3 separate regions of the Mus musculus genome follow, and regions 2 and 3 are each linked to region 1. Evidence: chromatin contacts called from public HiChIP or PLAC-seq and promoter capture Hi-C data. All regions are on one chromosome and are shown on one strand. The core of a region is the stretch at or near the end of the contact, and the rest is flanking DNA. Distances in the headings are between cores, read along the strand shown. Region 1 holds the start of Gulp1 (GULP, engulfment adaptor PTB domain containing 1). Region 2 holds the start of Col5a2 (collagen, type V, alpha 2). Region 3 has its middle 47 kb from the start of Col3a1.

Evidence for each region. Promoter capture Hi-C pulls out the DNA fragments that hold promoters and counts their contacts. HiChIP or PLAC-seq counts read pairs in DNA pulled down with a chosen protein or histone mark.
Region 2: a contact with region 1 is called in a promoter capture Hi-C map of hippocampal neurons, with 6 times the contacts expected there. The contact joins the promoter of Col5a2 here to the promoter of Gulp1 in region 1. A contact is called at or near these places in 8 of 39 promoter capture datasets (the 3T3-L1 cell line, 3T3-L1-derived adipocytes, cranial neural crest and 4 more), 2 of 115 datasets of contacts at active chromatin or transcription factors (astrocytes and fibro-adipogenic progenitors) and 1 of 9 other capture datasets (adipose tissue).
Region 3: an H3K27ac HiChIP or PLAC-seq map of embryonic stem cells shows a contact between it and region 1, with 4 times the contacts expected there. The contact joins the enhancer-like site here to the promoter of Gulp1 in region 1. A contact is called at or near these places in 5 of 39 promoter capture datasets (3T3-L1-derived adipocytes, the HPC-7 cell line, cranial neural crest and 2 more), 3 of 115 datasets of contacts at active chromatin or transcription factors (embryonic stem cells and stem cell-derived neural progenitor cells) and 1 of 9 other capture datasets (embryonic stem cells).

What each region holds. Positions count from the first base shown.
Region 1 is chr1:44,550,347-44,553,024 of GRCm38.p6, reverse strand. Gulp1 (GULP, engulfment adaptor PTB domain containing 1) reads right to left here and starts at 1,354. Exons shown (of 11, transcript NM_028450.3): 1 at 1,153-1,354. Gm39635 (a long non-coding RNA gene) reads left to right here and starts at 1,568. Exons shown (of 3, transcript XR_865406.1): 1 at 1,568-1,645; 2 at 2,315-2,678.
Region 2 is chr1:45,501,983-45,504,660 of GRCm38.p6, reverse strand. Col5a2 (collagen, type V, alpha 2) reads left to right here and starts at 1,379. Exons shown (of 54, transcript NM_007737.2): 1 at 1,379-1,840. The coding sequence starts at 1,747.
Region 3 is chr1:45,356,930-45,359,607 of GRCm38.p6, reverse strand. No RefSeq gene overlaps it. Among named protein-coding and RNA genes, the nearest start is that of Col3a1, 47 kb to the right of the region's middle. Within about 2 kb of position 1,362, at least 11 of the 459 cell types and tissues checked have an H3K27ac peak or open chromatin away from gene starts, as enhancers often do. A contact at or near this core is called in embryonic stem cells, where this site is marked.

The DNA.
Region 1 (2,678 bases), core at 105-2,604:
TAGAATTAATAGAATTGACAGAGTCTAGAAAGTTTTCATTCTTAAATGTTGGTGCAGCATTTTTAAAAGCAGACAGAATACACAGTTATTAAATCTTCCTAATTGATATTATGTTGTCAAACAGACTGAAATATCGCACGTAAATGTCTATTAACAAAGACAAGCTCCATCAAGAAAAACTAAGACGCTGTGTGTGTGTGTGTGCGTGTGCGTGTGTGTGTGTGTGTGTGTGTGTGTGTCGGGGTGAGGTAGGGGTGTTCCTTGACTGCCAGCCCACACTTGAGAGTTTCCCCAACAGCAGCTGTATCTCCCTCACTCTACCTTGGCACGCTATTTCTAGCTGCAGCGTTCAGCTTCCTGTTCAAGTCCCATTCTACATTGTAAACACATTCCAAGAAAACTAGACTGCCCAGAGTTCCCTCCTGCAAACAGGGAAATCAGCCCAGCAGCCCCAGGATAGAGAGCCAGTTGGGCCACCACCAGGAGGTGGACCAGAGCAAGCAAGCTTGGCAAGCTGAGTCCCACTAACATAACGCCCGCAGAAGCGGGGATCTGACCGGCCTAGCCAAAGGGCAGCCGCATGGACACCGCCCGAGAGTGGGGGCCCTACCCACGTAGGGCTTTAAAGTATCTGCGGCCCAGTCACAAGCTCCTTGCCGCCTCCCCTGCCGCTGCCCACATTTTTACAGCGACCCAAACAAAGCGAGACCAAGCTGGAGGAAGTTGGCTCTCGGGTCGCCTAGTTGACCCAGCGATGCCTCCTTTTGCTGAGCAGCCTCTGTTCCATGCACCCGCAGCGGGCGGGATGGTCCAGCGTCCCCCCACCGCTTGCTCCCGACGCCTGCTAGCCCCCACCTCGCCCAGAAGTTCCTCCTTGGGTCGAGGGGAGGATGCGGCGGGAAGGCACAGGGCTGGCGTCCCTGGGTGGCCCCATCTTCCTCCCTCACTGCCCCCGCCTGCAGCAACAGGTCCCTCTTTCAGTGCCCACAGACTCCCTGTGCCCTCGGGGTCGGAATCTGCGCAACCTATAAGCGGTCGCAGCCCGGTGCCCTCCTCACCCTCCTGCTAACTGCGCTTTCCTCTCGGGGTCTGTTCCTGGTTCCGCGCCACCTGGCCATAGCTGGCCGGACCAGAGACGCTCCCGCTTCCTACCCTGGCTTGTAGAGGGATGCGGTCGCAGGGCTGGGGCAGGCACAGGAGCTCCGGGAACCGTGGCCCACGATCGCGTGTTCGTATCCCACAGGAAAACTTTGTGCAGGTTCGAAAGGCACTGGGCTCCGGACCCTAGGGCTCTGGTCCTCTCCCTCCTTCTAATCCGCTGAAGCCCAAACTGGTGCTGGCGACGGCAGGGGCTGGGTCGGGACTCCCGGTTGCTGAGGGCTAGGATCGCCGGGCTCCCCCTCTCGGCCAGAAGAAAACTCCGGCTCTGTGTGCGCACTAGGGACGCTGGTGGGGTTTTCTGCAGTAATGCAGAACTGTCCTGCTTTTAAAGGCAGACCTGGAGAGGTTAGGGAGTAAGACAGAAAGAAACCGGTTTCCAGAAGAAGCTGTCCATTCTTATTTCAGACGGAGAGAAAACACCGGCCCCGCCCCACTTCCACAGCTCCAGGTTTCCTTTTAAACCTCCTCCCACAGATGCTGTTTGGTAAGAATTTAAAACACCTCTGAGGTTTAACAAAAAAGAAAGTGACACAGAAAGGGCATAAATATAAGTGAGGAGGGCTCTCCACAGCCTCGTGAAACGCAGCTGCAGGGACTAGACTTTTTCTTTTCTTTTTTCTTTTCTTCTCTTCTCTTCTCTTCTCTTCTCTTCTCTTCTCTTCTCTTCTCTTCTCTTCTTTCTTTCTTTCTTTCTTCCTTCCTTTCTTTCTTTCTTTCTTTCTTTCTTTCTTTCTTTCTCTTTTAAACTCTGTCTGAATCTTTGCACGTTACCCCTCCCCCCCGTGGGGCGGTGAAAGGTAGCTGGTCCCTGGTTGAGCTAAGGCTAAATGCCCAGGAGACCATGAAGGGACAGTAGGAGTTTTTGCCTGCTCCTGGACACCAGGCCTCTGTCACTAGCTGTAGCCCCACCTCCATCCTCCATAGATTTGTGGTCATCAGTTACATAAGCGCAACTCCCCAAGCCCCTCCACAGGTAGAGGATATGACCTGTGGTCACATAGGCTCAAATCTAATCTCTATTTTAATGAGGTACTCTCCCTGTAAAAGGTATTTAATCTCAGGCCCACCCTGAGAAGGGGGGTATGGTTTTACACATCCACTTTCTGCCATGACAATAAATGCCTTAAAACCAAGGACTGCCTCTTTTCTTCAGGATCTGCCGCAGGGAGACACGGAGATGACCTTTGTCTACAGAGCCACTGTGTAATCTTCCATAGAAGGCCTCTCTGTGCTCCCAGCCAGGACCCAAGCCCAAGCTAAACTCAAGCCAAGGACTCTCCCCTGAGACCAGCCAGAGCTCCTCCCTTCTTTCCCCCACCCTGGCCCTGGGCTAGATCCAACCCTCGGGCCCCCACTCTGCTTTCAGCTCTTCCTCAGCTTCCAGCCGCACCTGGATGTCCAAGAGCCTGAGAACCAGAAGACCAGGTCTTATCACAGGCCTGGGGAGCTCCAAGCCAGCTCTGGCTGTCCTGCACCTCAGGCTGTGCTTCCCCACCCCCGGAGCAGAGTCCCGTGGC
Region 2 (2,678 bases), core at 130-2,629, 950 kb before region 1:
TTCATTAAGTATGAGCAAGACAGCCATGGGAACAGCAGTGTGTTGGTGAACGAATTCACTAAACAAAGGCAGGTCTTGGTGACAAGTTATTTTCAATGATACAGGGCTAGAAAGTTGTTTTTGGAACTTCTCCAGAGTTTAGTTCCACCTCTCAATTTAAAGCATCTTGGATTTCTTTATTAAGGAAATTAAATAGTAAATGAAGCCTCATATACCTATTTTAATTTATACTATCCCTTTTCTTTGCATTTATTTGGGGTTTAGTTAATTCCACACATAGCTGTATATATTGTTTGTATTTTTTTGTTTCACGTAGATATATTTTTTCAGCATTTGCATACACATGTTCCTTAAAGGTGATGGATGCTGACTTTGTTTCTAGTCTGCCATAATCCTTCCTCTATTCAGTGTGTCTCAGAGCACCTGTTCAGTGCTGAGTAACTATGAACAATTGAGTCACACATGACATGTTATGTGGGGCTTGATCCAGATCCCCCAGAACGCACACTATCAAATGAATTAGACTGTCAAAAACACTGAGGGCGTTTAAATCTGTCAAGCTTGAGTAGCACACAAAGTTAATGCCTTGCTCTTTACAGAAATATGCAGCTAGGACTACCACATTCCGTGGAAAGCTGGTGTGGGGTTCATAACAGCATCATTCACTTTTATGTAGCTCTTTGTAATTTAGAATCTAGTTAACAGCATATTGCTCAGTTTAGTGTCACCAGATCCTGCACACTGGTCAGGCCAAAGCCCCTTTTCTAACAACAACAACAAAAAAATTTGGACAGTTAAGGACTATGTATAAATTCACAAAATTGGTGAGTTGGCAGATCTGATATTGGAACCTACCCTTTCTGAGACTTAAACCAGTGTGTTTTCCTCCCTCCACAAGCTTAGTGAACATATTTGTTTTTTAACACAATAGCATGCTCTGTGACGAGGAGAACGTATAGATGTGCCTACTAAAAAGATGTGGAAATAACTCAATGTAAAGTATCTCAAGTTCATTTTGTATTGGCCATATTCTGCCTCCTTTCTTCCACAATCTTCTCAGAGCATAGGAGAGGGAGGAGGATGAAAATTGGGACAAGAATCCTTCCTCCATTGCCAAAAGAAAGGGTTAAAAAAGTGACGTTTTAAAGGCTTAAGTGGCAAAGAGAATTCTGAATTATTTAAGTGCAAAAGAAAAAAAAATCCACTAAAAGGCTGTAATCCTCCCTAAAGTTTTTTTAGTGTCTCTGGAAAAAGTCAGTGGGTGTGTGTCTGGGGAAGGGTTGGGGAGGGTGGATCAGACTCCTTCTAATAGGCTTTCTTTAAAAAAAGAAGAAAAGAAAACACACACACACTCAAACAGAAGGAGAAATAAAAGTTTGTCTCTGTTGAGAAGCTTCCTCTGTGCTTAAAATCTACAAGAAGCACTGAAAACTCAAGTCGCAGAGGCGCGCGCTCTGATTTGGTTGTTTACCATCAATCAGACGGTTGCTTGGCAGACACTGGATGGTTATGAGCCTGAACAAGCTGAAAGGGGCAGGAAAAGAAGTGGAGGCAGCATTCTTCCTATTTAAAGCTGCACCGCTTGAAAAAAGTTTTCGCAGACTGTGCCGGACCTGGTGCTGAAACAGACTGAGGCAGCGCGGGGACTGGTGCTGAAAAAGAGCCCCCAGCGGAATTCATGGTGCTACAGTGACCTCAGTATCTACTCTTCGATCCCAGGAGGACCCACATGTCTCATATTTAGACATGATGGCAAACTGGGTGGGAGCAAGACCTCTCCTCATTCTTTCTGTTTTATTAGGGTACTGTGTCTCAATAAAAGCCCAGGAACAAGAGAATGGTGAGTTTGCCTTTTGCTTTGCTTATGGTGTTTATGGCTTGGTTTGGGAACTAGATGGAATGTTAAGCTTCAGGAAGAGGATAAAGAGAAGACTCTGGTTTGAAGTTTGAGAAGGGGGCTCTAGGATTTGTAGCTTGGCTCTGGAGACTAGGCACATTTGCAAATCCGGAGCTTCTGTGCGTGCCCTGGCAAAAAGTGGGCTTCTGACATCCTGTAAGAGCCAGGATATCACCAGTCTTTTTTTTTTTTTTTTGCCGGAATGTAAGAGTGGGACGTTTAAAAGAAAACAAGAGTGCTTAAAACGGAGCCCCGGAGGCACTTTTAGTTAGAGGTCTGTCCTGTGGGCAGGCGCTTTCCAAGCAGGGAAAGCCGCTGCAGCAGAAGCTGGGCAGGGTGGAGTCTTTCCTGTGTGAACTTCAGCAGCTTCATGAAAGTCTTTGTTTAGAAAAACCTCTCCAGCAGGCAAATCCGATAGTTCGGAATTTCCTTTGTCTTTGCTCTTTATCCTCCCCTCCTAAAGTTTTCATCTCTGATCTTAAAATCGGGTTTGCCTACAGAGAGGGAGTCAAGTTTATTTCTCCATGACAGACTCTGATAGAAACCAGATTTCTTAAATTTCTGTGCTTTCCCACCCTACTGACTTGATTATCAGGACAGCATGGTTCCTGGGTGGATGGATGAAGGCAGGAAATTCTACTTGGAACAGAGTATTAAGAAGGACTTTCCCCTTAGACCCTTCCTTTCTCCCTTTCTTCTTCTCTTCCCCCGTTCCTTCTATTTTCTTTTCTTTTAAGGCATATCTTGCTTGGTTACTGTTTTGTTTTGTTTCCCCTATGTG
Region 3 (2,678 bases), core at 113-2,612, 810 kb before region 1:
AATAATAATAAAAAAGAATGAGGACATCCTGAGTTTTGCAGGCAAACGGACGGAATTAGAAAATATCATCCTGAGTGAGATAACTCAGACCAAAAAAGACATGCATGGTATGTGCTCACTAAGAAGTTGATATGAGCCAAAAAAAAAAAAAGTGCCAAATACCCAAAATACAGCCCACAGAACTCAAAAACTTCAACAAGCTGAAGGGCCCAAGGAGAATGACTCAGTCCCACTTGGGATCGAGAAGAAAGCAACCAAAAGGGGGGAGGGAGTGAGCTAGGAGGGAGAGGAGATCAGGGTGTTGAGAGGGGAACATGATAGGTTATTGGATGGGGAGAAAGGACTGAAATCCCTGAGGGCCAACAGAAAGAATGAAAACATGCAACCTCGGGAGATACAAGGTTTGGGGGAGGATCCTCCAGAATATACTAGAGACCTGGGAGGTGAGAGCCTCTCAGGACTCAATGTGAGGGTCCTTAGATGAAATGACTTACAGTGGGGAGAGGGAATTTGTAGAGCTCACCTCCAGACAGGACATCAAGTGAGGAATGCAGTTGTCATCCCACAGTCGAAACTCTGACCCATAATTGTTCCTGTCTGAAAGAACTGCAGGAATGGAAATGGAGAGGAGCCTGAGCAAAAGAAGGTCCAGTGACAGGCCCAAAGTGGGATCCAGCTCAAGGGGAGGCCCCAAGACCTGACACTATTTTGGAGGCTATGGAACACTCACAAAAAGGGACCTATCATTATTGCCTGCTGAAAGACCCAACAAACAGCTGAAAGAGTCAGATGCACATATTTGCACCCAACCAATGGACAGAAGCTCCTGACCCTGTGATTGAATTAGCAAAAAGCTGGAAGAAGCTGAGGAGGAGGGTGACCCTGCAGGAGGACCAGCAGTCTCAATTAACCTGTACCCTGGAGATCTCTCAAATACTGGAACACCAACCAGGTAACATAAACCAACTGATATGAGTTCTCCAACACATAAACAGCAGAAGACTGCCAGGTCTGTGTTTAGTCAGAGAAGATGCACCTAACCCTTAAGAGACTAGATGTCCAAGGGAGTTTAAAGGTCTGGTGGGGTGGGGGGTGGGAGTGGGACATCCTCATGGAGACAGGGGGCAGAGAGGAGGTATGGAATGTGGAACAGTCATAGGTGGGGACACAGAACTAAACAGAAAATTCTCAACTGAGGAATTTTGAATGGCCGAGAAGCACAAAAAGAAATGTTCAACATCCTTAGTCATCAGGGAAATATAAATCAAAACAAACCTGAAATTTAGCCTCCCCCAGCTTTGAGTAAGCTGGCTTTGACCTTGCTGCCAGTGAGTATGAGACCACCTGGGGTGGAGTCTTTCCATTTAGATGGCTCTATTGTTCTGTTAACTGCTGCTGCTCTTCTCCAAGACACTGCTACCTGCTGAGAGGCCCTTGAGATATTCCAGAGACAGCATCCAGCAGATCTCCTACATGCTGGCAACAGGCATCAAGAATGGATTGGTGGGGGATGGGCCTCCACCCCTTTATAAGCACAGACTCTTAGTAAACTTGGGGGCCTTGAAACATGTCTTGGCCTCCATAATTTCTCTCGCTGTTTCCTTCCATACAGCTCCGGCACCCCACTCAGGAACCCAGTTAGTGTGGCCGCAGGCAGCTTACACTGAGATTCCACATTATACCAGTCAGAATGCCTAAGATCAAAAACTCAGGTAACAGATCAGGATATGGTGAAAGAGGAACACTTCTTCATTGCTGGTGAGATTGCAAGCTGGTACAAGCACTCAGTTTGGACATTCCTCAGAAAAGTGGAAATAGTTCTTCCTAAGGACCCAGATATACCACTCCTGGGCATATACCCAGAAGATGCTTCAACATATAACAAGGACACCTGCTTCACTATGCTCATAGTACTCACTAATAAGTGAGGGAGCAGTTCAGGTATGTGAGGAAATATAGGAGTAGTACAGAAGGTCAGGAATTTCAAAGTAGGTGTGTAGCAGTGGGGAAACTCTGGTTAGCCACTAGAAAGTCTCAGATGCCAGGGACCCAAGAGGTTCCCAGGACCCAACAGGAAGACATTAGCTGAAATACCCAACAAAGTGGAGAGAGAACCTGTAGAGACCATATCTAATGGGTAGGCACAGCTCCCAGTTGAGGAATGGGCCACCTACCTACCTCAAAAATATTAATATGAATTCCTCCTGTCAAAAGGAAATCCAGGGAGTGAAGTAGAACCTAAAGGAAAGGCCATCCAGAGACTGCCCCACCTAGGGATCCATCCCATCTGCTGGCACCAAACCCAGACACTACTGCTGATGCCAATAAGTGCTTACTGACAGGAGACTGGTATAGCTGTCCCCGAGAGGCTCTGCCAGAGACTGACTAACACAGATGTGGATGTATGCAGTCAAACATATATGTATGCAGTGCAGAACCCCAATGGAGAAGTTAGGGCAAGGACTGTAGGAGCTGAAGTGGTTTGTGACCCTATAGGAAGATCAACAATATCAACCAACCAGTTCCTGCAAAGCTCCCAGGGACTAAACTACCAACCAAAGAGTACACATGGGAGGATCTATGGCTCCAGCTAGATATGTACCAGAGGATTGCCTTAGCAGGCATCACTGGGAGGGGAGCCCCTTGGTTCTTTGGAGGCTCCACTACCCAGGGTAGGG